Regions from separate parts of the Mus musculus genome. Here all the other regions are linked to region 1. Evidence: chromatin contacts called from public Hi-C and HiChIP or PLAC-seq data. All regions are on one chromosome and are shown on one strand. Each heading gives the region's core, a stretch centred on a gene start, on an enhancer-like site or on the middle of the called end of the contact. The rest is flanking DNA. Distances are from core to core; before and after follow the strand shown. Region 1 holds the start of Arhgef12 (Rho guanine nucleotide exchange factor (GEF) 12). Region 2 overlaps Gm16322 (a long non-coding RNA gene). Region 3 overlaps Grik4 (glutamate receptor, ionotropic, kainate 4).

Region 1 (3,702 bases), core at 842-3,341:
CCTGAGGAAAAAAAGCTGGGGAAGAAAAAAAAAATCCTTCCATGGGTGCTTTTGTGTGACTTTTGTGTGGAACGATTCAGTGACTCTAAATTCTGTTTCTACAAATTATTAAACTCTGCAACATCTTAATGAAAACCAGGGCTACACCAGTTTCTGGTAAGTCTGCTTAACTCTAGGCTCAACTGACAGGCAAGGACTGAATGAACCAGCAGCACAATTATCTGGACACCTGTGAGTCAGGCCAGGAGAGGGACCAGGATGGTAGATGTAACAGGAAGAGCCCTGACAACTGTCTCTACATAGAAGTACATTGTATTAGCAGGAAAACCGAAATGAAACCCTGCCTAGCAAAGCAGACAAACAAAGGATAAACATAAGTACTTTAAATATTTAGGGCATCTTTTAGGTGAACACTCATGTGACACTGGAAAGCATCAACAGGAAAGGGAAGCCCTGTCTCTGGAGAAGCTGTTATGGTATGATAATGGAATTTGGCCCCTTTAAAAATCAACAAATGAGTCGCACAATTGGGTGAGACTCTCTCATTAGGAAACTAAACTGCTTTCCGCTGGAGCACTAATGTTGCTCTTGAAGACTTTTGGCCTTCTGCTTCAATACTTTGTTTTGCTTTGTTTTGTTTTGTTTTATGACAACAATTTGAGAAAAAAAAACAACAAGATAAAATTTGGAAGTAACATGCAATGTCATAATTTAGTTGAGGAATAAAATATGCTAAAGGAAGCAACTTGCTTTCACTAAAAAGAACTCAAAGGACCTCTTTAAGAACTACACTTGGACTACATACTCTACACACCACACCGTGTCACCCGATTAACAAACAAGATCCACCTGCCATGCCTAAACCAGAGCTAGAGTTTACATCTTTAAATGCTAGGGCTTCTGAAAGATGAAATGTTAAAAAAAAAAAAAAAAAAAAAAAGAATAATTAGAAGCAGGCCCCATGATTTTTCCCTCATTTCCTTTAGCTCCTGGAAACTGTCCCCAGCAAGAACCCGTGATTTACTGGTAATGTCAACATTCTGGAAAATTAGGTAATTAATAATTAAACACTGTGCAGGTCAACACGTAAAAAGATCAGAGTCACAAATCACAATGCAGCAGGATGAAAATTAAGTTCACAGACAGAAACTCCTAAAATTGTGAGTCTAGAACTACCACAGGACAGGAATCCACCCGATGATGCACCAGTACCCACCGACCTCAAGCTCTGACCTTCACCCAAAATGACCTCCCTCTGGTTCCAAAACGAGTACACAATCTTAATGCACCCGACAGAAAACCACAATCATGGTTTTCCTTCATTTCCTCTGAGAATATGGGGGAAAGTTTCTCTCCCAAAAAAACCTGCATTTCCAAATTCAATCAACCGGTTAACTTGGCAGCAACCCTAGACTAATTGCACAGCTCCGAAACAACCCTCTTTCCTATGCCTGTCAATTGCACTAGCTGAAGGCAAATCTGCATCACCGACTCCCCTGCTGCGTGGGACCGAATCCAGGGAAGGTTAGCGACCGAGGAACTTCATACCCACCTGTCCGTGATAGTAGACTGTGTGCCACTCATTGGGGCCCTTGGCGAGAGGTCTTCTTTTTATCCAACTTGCATTTTACAGTAACACCTCCACACCCCACCCCCAGTGCTCTGGGATCAGGCCCAATTTCGGCAGGGACACAAAAGTCCAACTCAAAACTCCATTCAGTCATCTAGAACATCCGATTGCAAGGGGTCAAGGAAAGGGGATGCGGGCTGAGGCAAAACAAGTTATCTCCCCAAACAAACCGAGCAAGTCGGCCACAAGGCGAGCTCAAGAACTAAGAACGATCCTCAGCAAGGCACGGAGAGAAAACTTCGTCACAGAGGGAAGTCGCGAGCCGTAGGACGGGAACCGGGATCCCTCCGGAGCTGGGGCAGGATCGGCTCAGGGACGGGCGTCGGCTTCGGTCCCGAGTCGGCGGGGCCCGGCCCTCGGGTCCCCGCTCTATCTGGGGCTGCGGGCCACTCGTGGCCGCAGCCTCCGCCGCGTCTCACACCGTCCCGCGCCGGACTCGCGCCGCCCCATGTCCCCGGGCCGAGGGCCCTGAGCTGCTCCGCGCCGCCCCCACCCGGCTCCGGCCGCCGCGCTGACAGGGACCCTGTCTCAGCGCCCGGGGCAGCTCCCCATCCCTCGGAGGCCCCCGCGCTTCTTCCGCAGTGGCACGGCGGCTCCTCCCCGACGCTCTGGTAGGCGGCGGCTCCCGCGAGGAGCGGGAGGTCTCGGCCCGGCCCGGAAGCCCGGCCCCCGAGCAGCGGCGGCGGCGGTGGCGGTGGAGGCTCGGTGCGCAGGGCCGTTCGCCCGGTCTCAGGGGCACTCGCGGGAGCGCGCCCAGGGTGGAGGGGGCCGCCGGCGGTGACGAGCCTTGCGACCGCTGCGGGCGGGCGCGCGCGCGGGTTCCGGTTCCGGTTCTGTCCCCTCGGCCCGGCGCGACTGGAGCGCGCCGAGCCGTCCCCTCCCCCGCCGACTTTTTTGGGCCCTTCTCCCTGGGACTTCGGGAAGCCGCTTCACCCGGGATCCCTCCGCTTCCCGGACTCTCCAAACTTGAGCAGATACTTCCGCTCAGTGCTGTCGCGGGGGATAGAGGGAAGCGAAAAAGTAGTTCTGTGTGGCGAAGCGGGCACTGCTGCCTTCTTGCCCCTCGAATGCTCTCGAGGTGCAGCCCACAGTGTACAATCCACCCGGGACAGCAGAGGAGCCATTCCACAGTCTCGAGGAGTTCACGTTTAGAGGTTCTTCGGAACTCCCGGGCTGGAAACTTTTATTCTTTAAGAGAATGTATTCGTTCCCGGTGTCAAATGCTTTTGATGACTGCGTGCGAGCCCAGGTCCACGGGCCCCCGACAGTGTTAGGCAAACCTGCGCGCGCGCGCACACACACACACACACACACACACACACACACAGGTTTTGGGGTGAGCCAATCACCTGGGGCACCTGCTGGCCTAGTCCCACAGCACGGAGGGGAAAGGGGTGGGGGGATGGCCAGAAGAGGCTGTGGAGAAAGGATCTGGGCCCACACTTAAGCCAGGAGTTCCTGATATAAATATTGCTTTTAGGCTGTTTTGCCTTGGCAAAATGAACTGTATTGTTTGCCAAATTGAGAACGCATGGTGCTTTCCACAGCAAGTTAATAAGCGTGTTGTGAAAAGAGATGGAAGAAGTAATACATCTGTCCGGTAAACAGCACAGCACGAGGGATCCCTTTGAAGAGTTCCCAAATGTTTTCTGGTTTCTCTTTCGATGGGGTAGAGACATTCAGCTAACCATGTAGTTTTCTGATTGAATAAATCTGTCCCTGAGGAAATGAGGGACCACGACACAATATAGTTCTCCAATTCTGCCTGTAAACATCAAGCGACTATTCCTTTTATACAATTATCTTCAGTCTCTTCTGAGCTTCAATCCGTGTAGGTGGGAAGAGACTTCGGCCATTTTGTGGAAATCAAATCTAATAAACAGTGGGTGTGGAAAGGAAATAATTACCTCTTAATAATGCTGTTTCTAAGTCATTCCACAACAGTTCGCGAAACGATCGGATCATCACCCCTGAATAGATGCATGAGCTCAAGGTGACGTTAGAATGGGGGGCAAAGGGGAAAAGATAAACAGAAGCCTGAAATGACTCTCTCGCTAGATTTTTTTTTTTTT
Region 2 (3,702 bases), core at 305-2,804, 590 kb before region 1:
ACTGTGTGTAGGCAGAGACAAACTGTGGAACTCTCGGTCTCAAATGAGATGTTTTCTGTAAAACTCTTCCTTCAAGGCTCAGGGATCTGTATGGAAGAGGGGGGCAGAGAAACTGTGAGATCTAGAGGTGATGGGTGACTCCAAGGAGACAGAATCTTTCTGACACAGCAGGGCTGATCCACCTGTGAACCCATGGACACTGTAGCAGCAAGCGCAAGACCTGTATGAGTCCAAATCAGACAAAACACCAGCACTGACACAAAGTCTCACCCCTCACCAAGAAGCTATTTCAATGGATAATTGCTGAGAAAGGGAAAATCAATTTTCTCCAATGTGGTATCACTGAGTATATATATTAACCACACCCTAGGGCAGGACCCATGTCCAGGAGTAGTTGACCAACCCAGAATGGACACCATGCTTTTTTTGTGTGCTTTTTGTTTTATTTTGATAGCTTTGTCTACTTGGGTGTATTTTTTTAAGTTTATTTATCTGTCTTTATTTTAATTTAAAAATTTCTCTTTTTTAAGGAAGAAAGAATATGAAATTAGATGGGCAGAGAGGTGGGTAAGAATATGAAATTAGAGAGGTGGGTAAGATTTGGGAGGAGCTGAGGGAAGAAAGTCTGTGATCAAACTATATTGTATAAAAAGTATTTAAAATAAAAAAAATAAGAAAGAATCACCTATCCTCTGGTTAGTCTGTATCTGATTACACTAGCTCACATATTCTAGTGACAGGTGAACACATTGCTTTGTACCCATGATCTTCCTTGTCACCCCTGAGCAAAATAGATTGTCAGCTCTAGCAAGTTTACCAGATAAAGTCTCCCACCTTTCCCAACTGACCCCATCCATCTTCATACTGCTTGGCTGTACCCACAGGTGTCCCCCTTCCCTATTAATATACGCCTAGCATTCAGTAAAGGTTTATAATTTCAAATTTATAGCGCTGCATTTTTTTAACCACAATGGCTTGAGTGTAGTCCTTAATGGTCAGGGACGAAGCAGCCAACTACTGGAGCCTCTTCTAGATACTTAAGTCAGATGGCAAATTTAGAGCTATAGAGGCTGTACACAGTTGTCCTTGGATTTATTTTTGTCTGATCACTGGACCTGACTTTCTTACTCTGGGGCTGGAGTGGGGCTGGGAGGGAGTATTGGAGCCACTGGATGCTCACTTCAACTAAATAACTGCCTTGGCTGAGTTGACATAGCTACACTTAAGCCATAAACCTTCACTGTTATTAATAGTAAAAACCATTGTGAGAGACCTTAATAAAATGGCACTTCTAATCCAATGCCATCTCTTAAGAGATATGTATTTGTGAGCATCATAGAAGAAAATTGAAACAGAAAACAAATGCAAAAATATCAGGGAGAAACAGGATTGCAGAGTCAGAGAGATCAGAGAGATTTATCATCAGCAAAAAGCAGAAGCTGGTGAAACATTGAGCTAATGTGGCCCCTGGCCAAGTCTCTGCCCTTTCTGGAACAATCTGCTCAGGTGAGCTCAGAGGAAGTGAGGCCGAGGGACTGATTCCATTCTGGGAAGAACAAGGACTTTGCCCTTAACCCTGAATTTGGAGCCTAGCAGCCCTGCCTGCAGGACTATGGGTGTGGCATTTCCCAGCCTCGAAACAATAAGATTTAACTCAGAGGAAGGGAGGGAGATGCTACTTGGAGAATTACAGGAGCGAATGCTTTGCCCTATAGACCATAGTGGGTGGGGCGCAGGTTCTTCAGCAGCCTTTCTTTTCTTCCATCTGAACACCAACACTTAATCAGAAAGGGGCAGCATTTTCTTGAACTTGTCAAAATGGGCCAGACCTCCCCTTACAAACACTTGACCTGCTAGGACTATAATTTGCTGTTCTTCAAACCACGATGCTATTTCCACATTTTAAAGCCAACCACCAGGGGAAGTAGACCTTTTCCTTGTGAATGCAAAGGGCCCCAGGTTGGTTTCAACTATATTGGCAAAGAAGACTGTTTCTGAGCAAGTACCACCCTGATGAACTTCCATTAGGATGGATCGTCCACAGCCCAAGGTTTGATCATTTCATCTGGGATTTTTTTTGGGGGGGGTCAGGAAGGGAGACAGGAGCAAGTTGGCTTTTCTCAGAACAGGCTTAAGAGTCAGGAGACTGGATTCTTGTAGCCTGTGTGGAAGACAAGCAGTCACCGGTAAGTAAATATCCCCTTACCCTTCAGGTGGGTCCCTAGCCACCTGCAGATATTATCATCTTGCCCTCCCCACAGACCGAATGACCAGGAAAATGAATGATGTCACACTTTGGCTTGTTATAAATTATTAAGCTGCTCCTGGCTCGGTTGCTTTGAATCAAGGGTGCATTAGCATATCCCTGCCACTCACTCGCACACTTGTTACAGTTTTATGTATATTTGCTCTCTGTCTGATTTGCCTCATTCATTCATGAATTCATTCATGGGACTCAAGCATGTGCCAGGAATCCTGTCCCTTGTGAAGGAACAAAAGGCACATTTTTCCACACTCCTAAAGGCCTTGCTAGGAAAGGGGGATGTGGGGAGAGGGACAGCACATATCATGCCGAAGAGACGCAGGAAGCCATAGGAGTCATAAAGGGAGGCCCAGAGTGGTGGAAATAAGACATGGTTCTCTCTACTTTAGATGTGCTCATGGGGAAATAGCATTTAAACCAGGGCTTAAATATGGGCAAACTTTAGCAGGTAGAAACTACCAGAACAAAGGCAGGAGGAACAGCTTGACATCAAAAGATAAATGCAGGTGGATCTTTGGATAGAGTGAAAGGGAAGTGAGAAGCTGTCAGGAGGCTGAATTCAACAAGAGCCTTGGATTCTCTTCAGACAACAGCAGCCCCAGCAACTTGGCTGCTCCATCACATTAAGCAAAAAGACAGATTATCTGAATTTAAGTGTCTCTGAATTCTGGACTTTGTATCTAGTTGGAACACGCAGTCTTTAACAAGTCCATTGCTGTGTTGGTTTGAAGGTGGTCTTCTGTGAGGAACCGGTGTAGCTGTGAGTGAGTCTGGGGTGGAGAGCGGTGCCCTGGCCCTCTCCTCACTGGGTGCTCAGTCACTCCACCACAGAACACTCTGTAGCATGGCACACTCAAGCTGGAGGAACGGTGGGTGAGCTTCAGTTGCTGAGAGTGGCAAGCAGGTTTTAAGAAGTCAGCTCAGGCACGGCATAACTCAACTGAAACTAGGGAACGAAATACCTCCTGCCGCATGCATCTGCATCTACATTGAGCTTAGAAATAAATGACACCGAAAGCTATTAAGTAAGAACTGAGCTGTGGGAAGTCGGAAGCCCAACTCTGCCTCCCAGAAGCACAGGGTAAAGGCCCAAGTGCTAAGAGGTCGTCTTCCACCATGTATGAACTAGCACCACTGTGCTCTGTTGCCACACACACTCACATACAAACACTGACCTCCAACTCTCACATACACGTTTATACCACACTGACACACTGGCAAGAACTTGTCTAATCTGTGCTAGATTGTCACACTTACTGCACACTCACACACCACATATATGCCATATGCTCTCATACCACCATGTTCCTTACAAACCATACACAGTACATGGACAATACACACAAGTGTGCGCACACACATTTCATACTCACATATACCCCTTTAAACCCACTGACAAGAACCTATTCATCTATGCTAAACTGCTATCCACACATACC
Region 3 (3,702 bases), core at 365-2,864, 580 kb before region 1:
GGAGCTGAAATTTCTTGGAAACCGAAAATCAAATTAAATTCCTCCTCCCCACAGATGTGTCTGTCAGGTTATCTGCTAATAGATAGCGCAAAAAATAACTAGTCCAGCATTTCTTCTCTCTCTCTCTCTCTCTCTCTCTCTCTCTCTCTCTCTCTCTCTCTCACACACACACACACACACACACACACACACACACACACACACATCCTGGCTAACCTCATCCATTATCACTGAACACGGGGCTACCTTATCTTGGTGGCTTACCTGATCATACACAACTCTGTCAGCTCTTCTGTCTTTGCACCTCACTAATAACACACTGTGCATCATTCTAATTGTGTGCACACAACAATCATGGTAGTTACGTTTATGAATCTAGATTTCTCATTAGACTAAATTCATTGGGAAGAACCAGGCCTTGGGGGGAGGGGGGTGGATAAAAGACCAGAATGGACTGGAGAGGAGGCTGCAGGAAGGCCTGAGTCCAGATACCAAGAATTCTGCATCATTGCCCTATGACTGTGATTGCTTGCCCATAATTCCAGCGTTGGAAAGAACAAGTTGCCTAGCCACACTAGCGGGGTCAGTAAGCTTTGGGCTTGATTGAGAGCTAGAACCTTAAGAAGAAAAGGTAGGAAATGATAAAGGAAGATTCTAGACCAGTCTGAGGGACTCCACATACACAAACACGCAGGCACTCATGCACCTGTACCCCTGAGAACACATCAACACACACACACACACACACACACACACACACACACACCACATATACCCACACACAAAATGAAGAAAAATAAAAGATCAGAAGGAAAGAGATAGCCAGGCAGTGGTGGCGCACACCTTTAATCCCAGCACTTGGGAGGCAGAGGCAGATGGATTTCTGAGTTCAAGGCCAGCCTGGTCTACAAAGTGAGTTCCAGGACTGCCAGGGCTACACAGAGATACCCTGCCTGTCCCACCCCTCCCCCCCCCAAAAAAGAAGGAAAGAGATAGACAGCTGAGATATAGAGGCCTACAGTATACAAAACTCTGGGTCCTCATTGTGAACTCATTAAATGTGTGTGTGGTAACTGTAAACCATGGCGACTCTCAGTGAGGGCTCCAGCCAGATGTTCCAGACCTTCTGAAGGCAGCAGAACACTCACATGGCTAAATCCATGACATAGGTCCCCATGTTAGATGAGTTGGGGAGGGAAAGAAGGGACTATGTGCTCTGCACTCAGACGACTCTAACTCTGCTTTGATCTAGACATGTTCTCAGAAGGAGCTGAGGATTTAATGAGATGCTGGTAGAGGCCAAGAGCCACCAAATGGCCCAGTCTTTCTTCCTAGCTTCTCGACTTTCACGGCCAACCTGTTAATCATGGGTGTTGGCTCCAGCGTGCTAACTCCTGGCTGAGTGGCCTCTTCTTCCTCTTCTTCAGAGCGAGGCTTGTATACCAGCCATGCCTTTAGGAAGTTATTGGAAAGTAGAAGCAAGAATAGATTGCTGGCAGAGTGAGAGCTGAGAAACAGATGGAGGGGGGAGGGGCACATTCAGAGAGCTGGGCCATTCTGCTTAACACTGTCATCAGTCATCCCCCTAGAAGTCTAATGCCTTCCACAGAACACAGCCATTCATCAGCTGGGGCTGGGAAGGGGTTTGCTCCAGCCTGCAAGATCCTGGCCGCCCTTCCAGATGCCTTAGCACCTGCAAGAGGGACTAGGAAATCATCTAGTCACTATTTCTGCCCCCTCCAGTACACAGGACAGTGCATAAGCCACCTAGACAGATGGCTTTAAAACTGGGCTTTCCTCCTGACACCCGGAGCCGGAGCCTCAGCTGTGTTTCAGCAATCAGTACACATTAGCTCAAATAGATTCAGAGTCTCCTCGCAAATCCCCGGTTGGTGGAATACTAGCTCTGGTGTCACTCACAGATTGCCCACAAATACAAATACTAGCTCCCAAATGAAATGCATCATTTTCTTTGTCTCTGGAATGTGACTGGGGAGCAGACGTCATCAGGAGATACCGCAGTGAAGAGACTCAAATCACCCACCTGCCCCTCCTTCCTTTCAGCCTAGCTAAGAATCATTTCTGAGATTCCAGTAGAAGAAGCTCCCAACCTTTAACTGAATTCCAAGTAACAGTGTATCTATCTGTACCTAAGACACAATGCATGCTGTTCTCTTTTGGAACAATGGTTTGTAGGTGGGTGAGGGGCAGCTACACCATACAGATATAGAGAAAGGACAGACAAGACTCATGGTCTCCACAAGTGACATCATATGTTCTCTTTGATGCTGATGAACAAATCTTTGTGGTACATTTTCCATGATCTGGGCACTGTACTAGGTGCTAAGCTCTGAGCAGTGTCAGACTTTCCAAAAGTATCTTATGCAAACATAGATTCTTGGAACCATGAGGCTTTCTATCATTTTAGAGTCGCATTCCTCTATAGCCATGTGGACATATCAGACAGGGCCATCTCCATGGGACTCTTTGCTGTAAACAGCAGCTCCTCCTTTAGAGTGTATAGAGTGACCTACACGACCTTCCCAGTAACCATTTGCATTGCATGGCACTATGAAGGAGAAAGCTTGCCATTTCTGCTTGCCCTCACCGTGACATCTTTCACTTAGAACCGGCAGATTCTAGAAAAGACAGGTGGAGGAAAATCAGGAAGAAGGATACAAATTGGAAGACGCATTAGAGAAACCTTGCAATTACGGGAGAGGCACACTTCATCACGGTCCACAATACAAGCTCAAACATCCCACTTTCCAAATCTCCTCCAATTATTAGACAGGCTAGAAAAGAGACACACTGTTCCTGCTACATAAAAACATTAAAAAGACAGAGAACTTGGACTGTCCAACTTTTCATCGCTAATGGGTAACTTCTAAATAAATCTGATGGCAATGTGATATGCTCCAAAAATATGAAGGCTCCCATTAGGAGTGTTTACTATAAGCAAGGTTTCATGCTAAAGATTTTAACTCTGCCCTTGAAAACTATTTTAACTTTAATCTTGTAAAGTTGCCTTTGACAAGTTGTGGCTCCATTTTCCTGGCAAGGGAACAAAAGTACAGAATTAAAATTCATTGCCCAAGGTTCCACACCCAAATCTAGATTCAAAGCAGAGCCTTCAGCCTTCATACCACTCCTGAAATCCGGTCACTCTGTGATCCCTCCACTATAGTAGATGTGCATAGAACTTAACTGGCATCCTGAAAACTGGCTTTATTGCCCAGAACCTCCAAGGTGGCAGGGGTGAGGGATTCTACATACAAGCTACAAGCTCGCTTCAGGAACCCCTACTCTCTTGCAAAACATGATGTCAGATGCTTGGTGCAGTGATGTGTCAGCTTATCTTGGCTCAGTTTCCAGACAGAGGGGAGTGTGGCCTTCAGAATGGCTGTATTTCTTGATGGCAGACTGGCCAGGTCACCACTTATCTCCGTTTCTGGTCTTGTTGTGTTTTCTGACAATCCTCTGGAGTTTCTCTGCCACCCCTTGTTCAGTGTGACTCCACTGGGGTGGGGGTGGGGTGCTTCCTGGAAGTATCTCTCTGAGTTGCTATCAAACTCCCAAAGTCGGTTCTCACCTTCAGAGCTTTCCCAAGAAACCAGAGAAGGAAGAGAGCCTGCTGGGCTTTCTGAGAAAAGAAAGGGAGGGATGGGTCCCCAGAGTCCCTCATTCCCCCTCCCCACCCCC

What was found. A called contact is a pair of places that touch in the nucleus more often than the background predicts. HiChIP or PLAC-seq counts read pairs in DNA pulled down with a chosen protein or histone mark.
Region 2: a contact with region 1 is called in a Hi-C map of liver, with 1.8 times the contacts expected there. The contact joins the enhancer-like site here to the promoter of Arhgef12 in region 1. A contact is called at or near these places in 3 of 39 promoter capture datasets (cranial neural crest, liver and pre-B cells), 1 of 484 Hi-C or Micro-C datasets (liver), 2 of 115 datasets of contacts at active chromatin or transcription factors (embryonic stem cells and extraembryonic endoderm stem cells) and 1 of 9 other capture datasets (embryonic stem cells).
Region 3: an H3K4me3 HiChIP or PLAC-seq map of embryonic limb bud shows a contact between it and region 1, with 3 times the contacts expected there. The contact joins the enhancer-like site here to the promoter of Arhgef12 in region 1. A contact is called at or near these places in 1 of 39 promoter capture datasets (cranial neural crest), 1 of 484 Hi-C or Micro-C datasets (cerebral cortex), 3 of 115 datasets of contacts at active chromatin or transcription factors (astrocytes, embryonic limb bud and extraembryonic endoderm stem cells) and 1 of 9 other capture datasets (embryonic stem cells).

The regions. Positions count from the first base shown.
Region 1 is chr9:43,103,627-43,107,328 of GRCm38.p6, forward strand. It overlaps Arhgef12 (Rho guanine nucleotide exchange factor (GEF) 12), which reads right to left and starts at 2,092. Exons shown (of 41, transcript NM_001359232.1): 1 at 1,553-2,092. The coding sequence starts at 1,584.
Region 2 is chr9:42,510,962-42,514,663 of GRCm38.p6, forward strand. It overlaps Gm16322 (a long non-coding RNA gene), which reads left to right. Exons shown (of 8, transcript XR_001779127.2): 8 at 1-682. Among named protein-coding and RNA genes, the nearest start is that of Tbcel, 41 kb to the left of the region's middle. Within about 2 kb of position 1,555, at least 19 of the 459 cell types and tissues checked have an H3K27ac peak or open chromatin away from gene starts, as enhancers often do. A contact at or near this core is called in liver, where this site is marked.
Region 3 is chr9:42,528,752-42,532,453 of GRCm38.p6, forward strand. The region is part of intron 19 of Grik4 (glutamate receptor, ionotropic, kainate 4); the gene reads right to left. Among named protein-coding and RNA genes, the nearest start is that of Tbcel, 58 kb to the left of the region's middle. Within about 2 kb of position 1,615, at least 39 of the 459 cell types and tissues checked have an H3K27ac peak or open chromatin away from gene starts, as enhancers often do. A contact at or near this core is called in cerebral cortex, embryonic limb bud and extraembryonic endoderm stem cells, where this site is marked.